Regions from separate parts of the Sus scrofa genome. Here region 1 is linked to region 2. A link is a contact called in public Hi-C data. All regions are on one chromosome and are shown on one strand. The core of a region is the stretch at or near the end of the contact, and the rest is flanking DNA. Distances in the headings are between cores, read along the strand shown.

Region 1 (4,390 bases), core at 1,604-4,103, 230 kb after region 2:
TTCCAGCTCTGACATCCCAGAGTCTTCCCCCACCTCTGACTAGCAGCCCACCTCACCTTCACAATTCTGCTCTGAGGTTTTTCTTGCATGTCACTGGGGAACTAGGCTCCAGACAAGGGGACAGGGAATACTGGCAGCGCCTAGTGAGAAATATGGCCCGAAGGCTGGTGGAGGCGCAGAGGAGGGGAGAAGAGAGTGGACCAGGCTGTGGGGAGTGTTTGCTGGAAGAGGTATGACCTAAGCGAGGCTGCAGAGGGCTGACAGGCAAGCCAGAGTGGTGCGGGCAGGACATGAGCAATCTGCAGAAAGATGTGATTCTTGATCATCTTTCTAAGATGCACCCAGGGCAGTGATACCTGGAGGAAAGCCTCGGGGCTTGAGAGCACCGCGCCAAGTGGAAGGGAGGCAGGCATGGAAGGTATCCTGTGCTGAGTCTCTTTTAAGAAACAACAGGAAGGTGTTAGGAGGAAACCTCCAGGGCTCCAGGAGGGGGAGGAGACATCGAATGAGTAGTAGGCATTGTGCTGGGCATGCTGGCACAGTTACCTCCCTTAATCCTCCCAAGAAACCTTCGGGCTCCGAGTGAGCATGTGTCTTAGACAGATGCAGAAACTGAGGCTCAGAGAAGTTGTCACTTATGAAAAATCACACAGCTGCTCATGGGCAGAGCCAAGCTTGAACCAACACTGGGCTCTTTTCAGGGCTTGTGACTAAGGACTTCTGTGAGTCTCAGGCTGCCGGCTGCCCAGAGATGACCGGGCACGCAGCCTGCCCTCATGAGCGGAGACAAGCATAAAACAAAATCCAGCACTGCCGGCTCCAGAAAGTCATGTGCAAATGAAGGCAGAGACGGGGAAGCTAAGCTGTGCAGAAGAAAGAGCTCTAGGCTGGGTAGCTGGGGTCTTGATCCCAGGCTGCACCCCGTGTAACCCGGAGCGGATCACCGCCCCTCCCGGGCTTCAGTTTCTTTATCAGGTATGTCAGGGTTTGACCTAAGCCCCTTCCTTCTTTTAAGGAGACTCTCTGGCTTTGTTTTCCATCCTCAGAGCATTCCAAGAACTCGGCAGAGGATGGCGAGGAGGTCCACCAGCCTGTTGTGGAAACAGTGAGGAAACTGAGGTCCGAGGGATTTTATAAATGATTTGAGATGATACTGTATCCAAGTGGAAAAGCATGAATTAGGGAAGGTGTTTTTCAAGAATCTATCATGGACCAGCTAGTTGTGGGTGCTGGTTGCTTTCCACATTTTCTCAAATTCAATCCTCACCACAGTCCCGGGATTTTTCACTCCCATTTTATAGACTGGGAAACTGAGGCTCAGAGATGTGCCCACCACGCCTACCTCCTCTCAGCTGGTATGCAATAGATCTGGGATACTGAAGACCCTGGTCTAGCTGGCTGTGCCCTGCTGCCTCCCAGAGTCTCACAGCTCCAAACCGGGGTTCCTTCCAGATGCTGTGGGGCAGGGGGGGGGGGAACCATAGGATCTGGAATTGCCGCGTTCTGGCTGTGGATGTCTCATTGGCTTGGTAAACTAAACTTGAGCAAGTTTCTTCTCTCAGTCTAAGTTTTCTCCTCTGTAAAATGCACATGATAATACCCACCTCATGGGAGTGTCTTGAGCATCATAAGAGAAAAGAATAGAAAGGTTATCCTAGTTGCCTCTTTCTTTGCACCGCTCTGTTAAATGCAGTAGCCTCTTCATCTTCGTCACACCTTTGCAACCAAACATACCAGACTCTCTACTAGAAATAAGCGTCCCCCCGCCCCGGCTCCTGCCGCCGCCCTCAAAGCACAGCTCCCTGCCCTCTCTCCCACTGTTCTCAGCCCCCTCATCCTCAGGCCCCCCGGCAGCAGCCCCTTGGCTCTGAGTCTTGCCCAGTTCCCCCCAGTCTCCCAGACTCATCAGCTCATGCTGGTCCGCAGAGGAGTCTCCACCCTCCGGGCAGGTGCTCCCCGGACGGCTGTCAGAACAGCCTGGGATCCCAAGTCCCGGCACTTTCCCGCACAGCCCCGGGGGCTCGCATCCTCTCCCGCCCGCCCGGCACACCCATCCCACGACTTACGGGCTCGTGCGTGGGAGTCCAAGGGGAACCAGAGCAGCGCGAGTCCCAGCAAGGAGGAGAGGAGCCTCACCTCGGGAACCATCCTCCCTCTTCCCGGGGCCAGGCCTCCAGGCGCTGAGCCGGGAGAAAGTGCGATGAGGGGGACACTGAGGCACGGGGGCACAGCGCAAGGCACGGACCCGGCAGGGGCAACCGCTGCAGTGGAAGCAGCGTCCAGAAGAAGGTGGCGAGGGAGGTCCGCGGTGGGACTAAGAGGAAGGTGGGACGGGAACGGAGCGGGAGAGATGGAGAGATGGAGGAAGGTGGCCGAGAGGCAAGAGCGAGGAGAGCAACGCAGAAGGTGAGAGGGCGGGGAGGAGCAGAAAGACGCGAGAGGACCGGGCTCTGCGGAGCGCGCCGCGTGGGGCGAGGCGCGCGGGGCCGGCGGGCTGCTCGGGGCGCGCGGGCTAGAAGCGGCCGGCGCCCCCTGCTCGCTGGGCTCGGGCTCGGGCCCTGGGGTCCTGGGGCCCGGCGAGGCGGCGGTACCCGCGGCGGCGACGGCGCGGCGGCCGCGGGGGAGGCTGCGCGCGGGCCGGCTGTGCTCGCCAAGGGCGCCAGGCGCCGCGCTCGGGCGCATTTGTACTTTGCCGCGGGAAGCAGGCAGCCCCAGCCTGGCGCTGGCCTGGCGCTGGCGCCTCCTCTGGGGCACCGCGGGCTCGGTGGATTGGCCACCCGAGAAACAGGCCCACTCTCCCCCTCCTCTCTCGTGCCGGTCTCTGGGACCGACGCTCCAGGCGCGGCGCCGAGAGGAGGCGAGGGGGCTGGGGAGGGGGAAGGAGCCACCCGGGCCACGGATTTTAACCCCTGACTCCCCGCGGCGCCCAGAAGGCAGGAGGATGGAGCCCAGTTAAGCGTCTGATGGAACTTTCGGGGGTGCGGGCGGGGGGGTCGGGGCGGGGGGCGGGGAGAAGGATGAGATGTCGCTGAGAGCTCCGCGGGTGTGTGCCCCAAACCCCGCCTCTGGATGGAATCGGGACACTTGCTCGTCTTAATTCTGTTTGTGGTCTTGGCCACGCCACCTCAGAGTCTGTTTCCCAGATCCCAATACTAAAATGAGGGTCTTAGTGTGTTTTACTATTTTAAATGTCTTCCCAGAACTTGGGAACATGAAATGAGATAATGAACATCAAAGCACTCAGATCTCGAAAAGAAGGGGGGTGGTAATTCCAGGCGCCTGGAATGCTCTTCCCAGTTACCCCCCAAACCCACAGGCGCCATGCCCAAGCTGAAATCCAGCCCAGCTGGATCCTTGGTCCCCCCCCCCGGGGGGGGCCTTCCTCTGCTTCCCCCCCCCTCACTCTCAAAGCAGGACGCAGCCTTTCCTTTGCCTCTGCGGTCAGGCCCTTACCTCTCTGACAGTGTTGGTCATACTTAGTCTGTTAGGTAACTGCTTTTTGCCAAAGTGTAGTCTTTCTTACCAGAAGGTGAGCTCCCAGAGGGCAGAGCCCTGGAGCTTCCCACCCCAGCCCAGGGTTGGTGCGCCCTACCTTGTGCTGAATGAGAGCATGACTTCATAGGACCTAAGACAAGAGCAAGAGCTCTGTCTAGACAAGAAACCCTCAGATTCTGAACTCAAAAGCCCAGAGCTCTCACTGGCTCACTCTCCAGCTTGCTTGGGTATCTTGGGCAAGTTTATCCATCCCCACTTTGGACCTCGACGTCCTGCCCGGCTTCTCTTGCAGAGCTGCTGGAAACTCCAGGGACTGTTGGAGGGGAGATGAGTGGGAAGAGGTGAGGTGAGATGTGGAATCACATTCCACTCCGGGAGGAATCGCAGTGCCAGGCCGCAATGCTTCTGACTGGCTGTCTATAAAGAGAACTTCCTGGGCTCAGGCTGGGCTCCCACCCACTGTGCTGCCAGGGCATCCCCTTCCAGAACAGAGAGGCCTGGGAGGAACCAGGGATCCCAGAAGCAGAGCTTAACCGGGGCTCTCAGAGTCAGAGATAAACCTGATCTGCCCCCAGGTGCCTTCAGGCCTAATTTCTCCCACTCCAACCTGGCCGGCCACTTCCTCTCCCTTGAGTATCCTTTATTTTAATGGGTAATGAGAGCTCCATAGGTCATCTTGCTTCCCTTTTTGCCTAGGCTTTCAGGGAACTCAGAGTTAAATTAGAGTTTTTTAATTGCAGAAATTACCTCATCTGAAGGCTCTGGAGCAGAGGTTTTTTCCTTTCTCCATCTTTGTCTAAAGTCTGTTATACACATAGATTCATGTCTTAGGTATAAGAGGGCGATTAAGATTGGCATCCTTGGAGTTCCTGCTGTGGCACAGCAGGTTAAGGAT
Region 2 (3,858 bases), core at 852-3,351:
TGGTTTGGGGAAGGGGAGGCTCAGACAAAAGACAGCGTCTCTGTCAGGTAGGGAAGTAAGTCAGGGGAGGAGGAATTCTAAGTCACCTTTGGAAGCCCAGATGTTCTCTGCACCTGTACCCAATTTCATCCAAAGGGCAAACATTCTTGGCCCCAAAACAGCAACAGCAGCTTTGCAACTCTCTTACCTGTGTACCTAGCCAGGGTGCGGCCACACACACCTACCCGCTTACACACAGCCCAACTCCCGGGCCCCCAGCCTCTGATCTTGCCTTTCGGGCGTGCCTTTCATGGTTGCAGTCTTGGCTGTGTGCTTGGCTATGTGACCTTGAGCCCTGCACTTATTTCCTCTGAAACTCATCTATGAGATGGGGATAATTTCCCTGCCCTGCTTGTCCCACATGGGAACGCGGGAAGACAATGGGGAAAAGGTGTTTTAGAAGCTGCTAAGTATTACATAAACGTAAGAGAGAATTATTGGGCAGCCCGGTCGCCTTGTTTTTTTTTCTGTTTCCCTATTTCCACCTTGTCCCCAACATGACTCAAACAGCTATCCCTATGTCCCCTCTTCGCACCCTTGCTTCTCCTATCCTCCGAAGTAGCTAGGAGGTCCTTTATTACTCTTCTTGATTCTCAGACGACACTTACCTCCTTCAGAAGCCTTCCTTGTTTCTCATCCTCTCTGATCAGCCCTGTAGTCTCTTGCCATTTAGGGTACCATTCTATAGTCCTGCTGGTGATGGAGAGCACATCAGAGTTGGAGTTAAGAGATCTGCCCTATTTCGAGGACACACCTAGCCACATATCTTGGTTAAGAAATTTCTCCACTCTGGGCCTCATTTTCCCGCCCATAAGATGGGGTCTGGCCTCCCCCTTAGTAAGTATTTTGACAGCCACCCATTCAGTTTATAGATAGACATGTGTTTTGCGAAGTGTGGAGTGAGTGAGCGATGAAGAAAGTTGTTGGTTATCATCTCAAGGAGTCAAGGACATCTGAAAGTGGAATTCCCAGGTGGCCCAGCTGGCTAAAGAGCCGGCATTGTCACCACTGTGGCTTGGGTCGCTGCTGTGGTGTGGGTCAATCCCTGACCCCAAAACTGCTGCAGGCTCAGGCAAAAAAGAAAAGAAAAAAACCCTAAGAGCAGTTTCCTTGCCTTCAGCATGGACCTCTTCCAATTGGAGCCAACAGCTGGCTGGATGCCAGGAGATACCAGGCTCTTTTACAAGGTGCTTTTGTAGCTGAAGTGGAGACAGCCCAGGGCTAGTAAGAACTGGATTCTACTTTCATCTGGTCCCTAGAGTGACCCTGGGCAAGCAAAGCCATCCCCACCCTCCCGGGAGCCTCAGCTTCCCCGTGTGCAAATTGCCGAGAATAGGAGGAGATACTCCCCATGGGCCCTCACACAAGGTTCTGAACTCCTGCACTTTTTAGACCAGAGACTCTTGGGTCCAGTCCTCCTTCCCCCACATGCCCTGTGGAGTACAGCAGGACCGGGAGGCTCCTTTTACAGGTGGCGACCCAGCAAAAGAACGAACAAAGCAAAGAGCGGGTGGGTGGTTGGCACAGGTTTACACAACGTGTAAACTAAACCCCAAGTCTCCTACTCCCCGGGCTAGATCTGTTACTAGCATTAGAAGATGCCTTTGGGAGCCCCCCGGATTTCCCGGGACCGGGGAGCCTAGGGCGAGGGGCACCGCGGAGTAGCGAACGGGCAAGTCAACTCAGGAGCAAGCGGCTCCCGCCGAGTGAGGACTGGCCGGCACCCGGAGGGGCATTTCCGCGCGCGCGCCCTCGGCGGAGCCGCAGGTGCCCGCTTGTGGAACGAGCTTTGGTGCCGCCGTCCGGGAACCTGTGCGTGCCGGTACCAGCCCCCACGGTTTCCAGGCCTGGGATCCCTGTGGCTTGGCCCCGTCACGGAGCCACCCTCCACGTCGGCGGCCTCGCGGGGGGCAGGAAGATCCCTCGTTTCTTCCCCGGGCGCTGGCTCAGCCGGCTCGGCCTTCCCCACCCGGCCGGTGCGCCTTACCTGCCTCGCGGCAAGGCTCCGAGGGGCGCCCTCTGCTCGCGGGACAGCGCCTCCTGGGCTCGCGGGTGCCGCGCATGGAGCCCCAGAGCGCTCCGCCGGCCCCTCCGAGCCTGGTCAGCAGCCTCTGCTCTGCGCTCCGGCCCCCGCTCGCTGCCTTTTCTCATCCCCAGGGCGTCCCCTCCCCCGGCCCGCCCGGCCCCTAACCCACCCACGTCTCCTCCCAGAGCTGGCCTCCAGCACCTCCTCCTCCTCCTCCCAGCTGCTGGCCTCGCTCGGGGTGAGCTCCGACCCTTCCGTCCCCTGCAGCGCCTGCTTCCTGGATCTGAGACCAAATGCTTGCTTCGCTTCAGCCTGCCCAGTCCGAGGCAGAGCTCCGAGGGCGAGGGCGCTGGTGGACGCAGGCTTTGCTCCTAAGTGGTTGTGCGGTGATGGGCAAGTCATTGCTCCTCACCGGGCCTTGGCTTCCTCCCTATAAAACGGTACAGTTCCAGCCCGCAGTCCTCGCAGCGTGATGGTTAAGGTCAGATGAGCCCTTAGAATCCAAAGCAGTAAAGCCAGGTGATCCGGCGGCGTTGGAGAAATGACCTGATTCTAACACAAACCTTCTTTTCCAGACAGGATGCCGTTGGGGAAGGGGCTCGGTATGGATAAGGGGACTTGTCCCGGCTCACCGTGGGCGTCCCTGGCAGAGCTCAGACTCAGAATCCACTAGTCCACTCTCTCTCCTTAATCTCAGCCAGGGTCTCCTCCCTCTGATTTCAGAGAGACAGCAGTGAGTGATGGCTTGAAGCGATCTTCGTTCTCTGCTGGAGAATTGAAGCTGGGCAGCCTGCATGAAAAGCAGGAATTCTAGCCCCTAGACTAGAGGCTAGAAGCAGAACTCCCCTGATTCTTGCTTCCCTTTGAAAGCAAGAATGTTTCAAGGAGGCAGACTATAAAAGCAGGTACAAAGTTTATTTTAGGCACAATACAACATGTGGGAGAGCACACAGAGAAGTATTTTATTTAAGACAGAAGCAAGACAGTAATACACACCCAAAGGAGGAGTGTTGGTGTGGGCGGGCTCCTCATTGCGAAGCCTGCCAGAGAGGTGACTTAAATCACATATATAGGACAGTTCTTCTGGGCCTTTGTTTTCCTTTGGCCAATTATCTTGTTTTATTTCTCACACTTGACCAGACCCAGGGCCCTCCTTGACCTGTGTGCACATCTTTTGGCCGAGATGGATTCCAGAGCAAAGGGTTATGGGATGGTATCAGGACTTACTACGGCCAGGCACCCTCTCCCTTTTTGACCCAGGGGGTCTTTCTGTGTGAGAATAGTTGGGGTCTCCCTGACCCCAAGGATGTGACCTCTTGGTCTTTTGCCCAAAAGGGCTCAGCCCCTCTCTGCCCCCCCCCCCCATTACCATTAGTTAACACATCCACAGAAGTCGGATTTCAGTTATTGGCCTTGTGCCTGCTGTTATTTCTATCTTGAAGTGCAGACAGGTGGCGGGTTGGAAATATCTGTCCTGGAGCCCATCTCTCTCCCGCCTCACCTCCAAGGCTCGGCAGCCCCTCCCATGCCCAGGCAACTGGTGTCAGGTCACACCTTGCCGCTCCCTGTCCTGGAACGCGCTTCCCTTTCTGGCCACCAGACCCTCACTTAAGCTTCCTCGCTGGTGACCCTGCGGGTTCCAGAGGAGAGAAGCAGCCAGGAACCGCTGGGAAATGAGGACCCGGAGGCCATGGGCAAGGAAGTGGACAGTGGCAGGGAACAGCCTCTCAGAGACTCTGGGGAATCCTTCCCAGAGCCTTCTTTACCTCCCTATCCGCCTCAAGTCTTGAGAG

What was found. Hi-C and Micro-C count contacts between places; a contact is called where the count stands out from the background.
Region 1: a contact with region 2 is called in a Hi-C map of embryonic fibroblasts, with 2.2 times the contacts expected there. The contact joins the promoter of CHRDL2 here to the promoter of KCNE3 in region 2. A contact is called at or near these places in 1 of 5 promoter capture datasets (fetal skeletal muscle) and 6 of 47 Hi-C or Micro-C datasets (embryonic fibroblasts, epiblast stem cells, fetal skeletal muscle and 3 more).

Annotation. Positions count from the first base shown.
Region 1 is chr9:9,050,674-9,055,063 of Sscrofa11.1, forward strand. CHRDL2 (chordin-like protein 2) reads right to left here and starts at 2,854. Exons shown (of 12, transcript XM_003482562.4): 1 at 2,067-2,854. The coding sequence starts at 2,682.
Region 2 is chr9:8,819,507-8,823,364 of Sscrofa11.1, forward strand. KCNE3 (potassium voltage-gated channel subfamily E regulatory subunit 3) reads right to left here and starts at 2,102. Exons shown (of 4, transcript NM_214093.2): 1 at 2,027-2,102; 2 at 648-732. It overlaps LOC106504800 (a long non-coding RNA gene), which reads left to right. Exons shown (of 3, transcript XR_002335531.1): 3 at 1-641.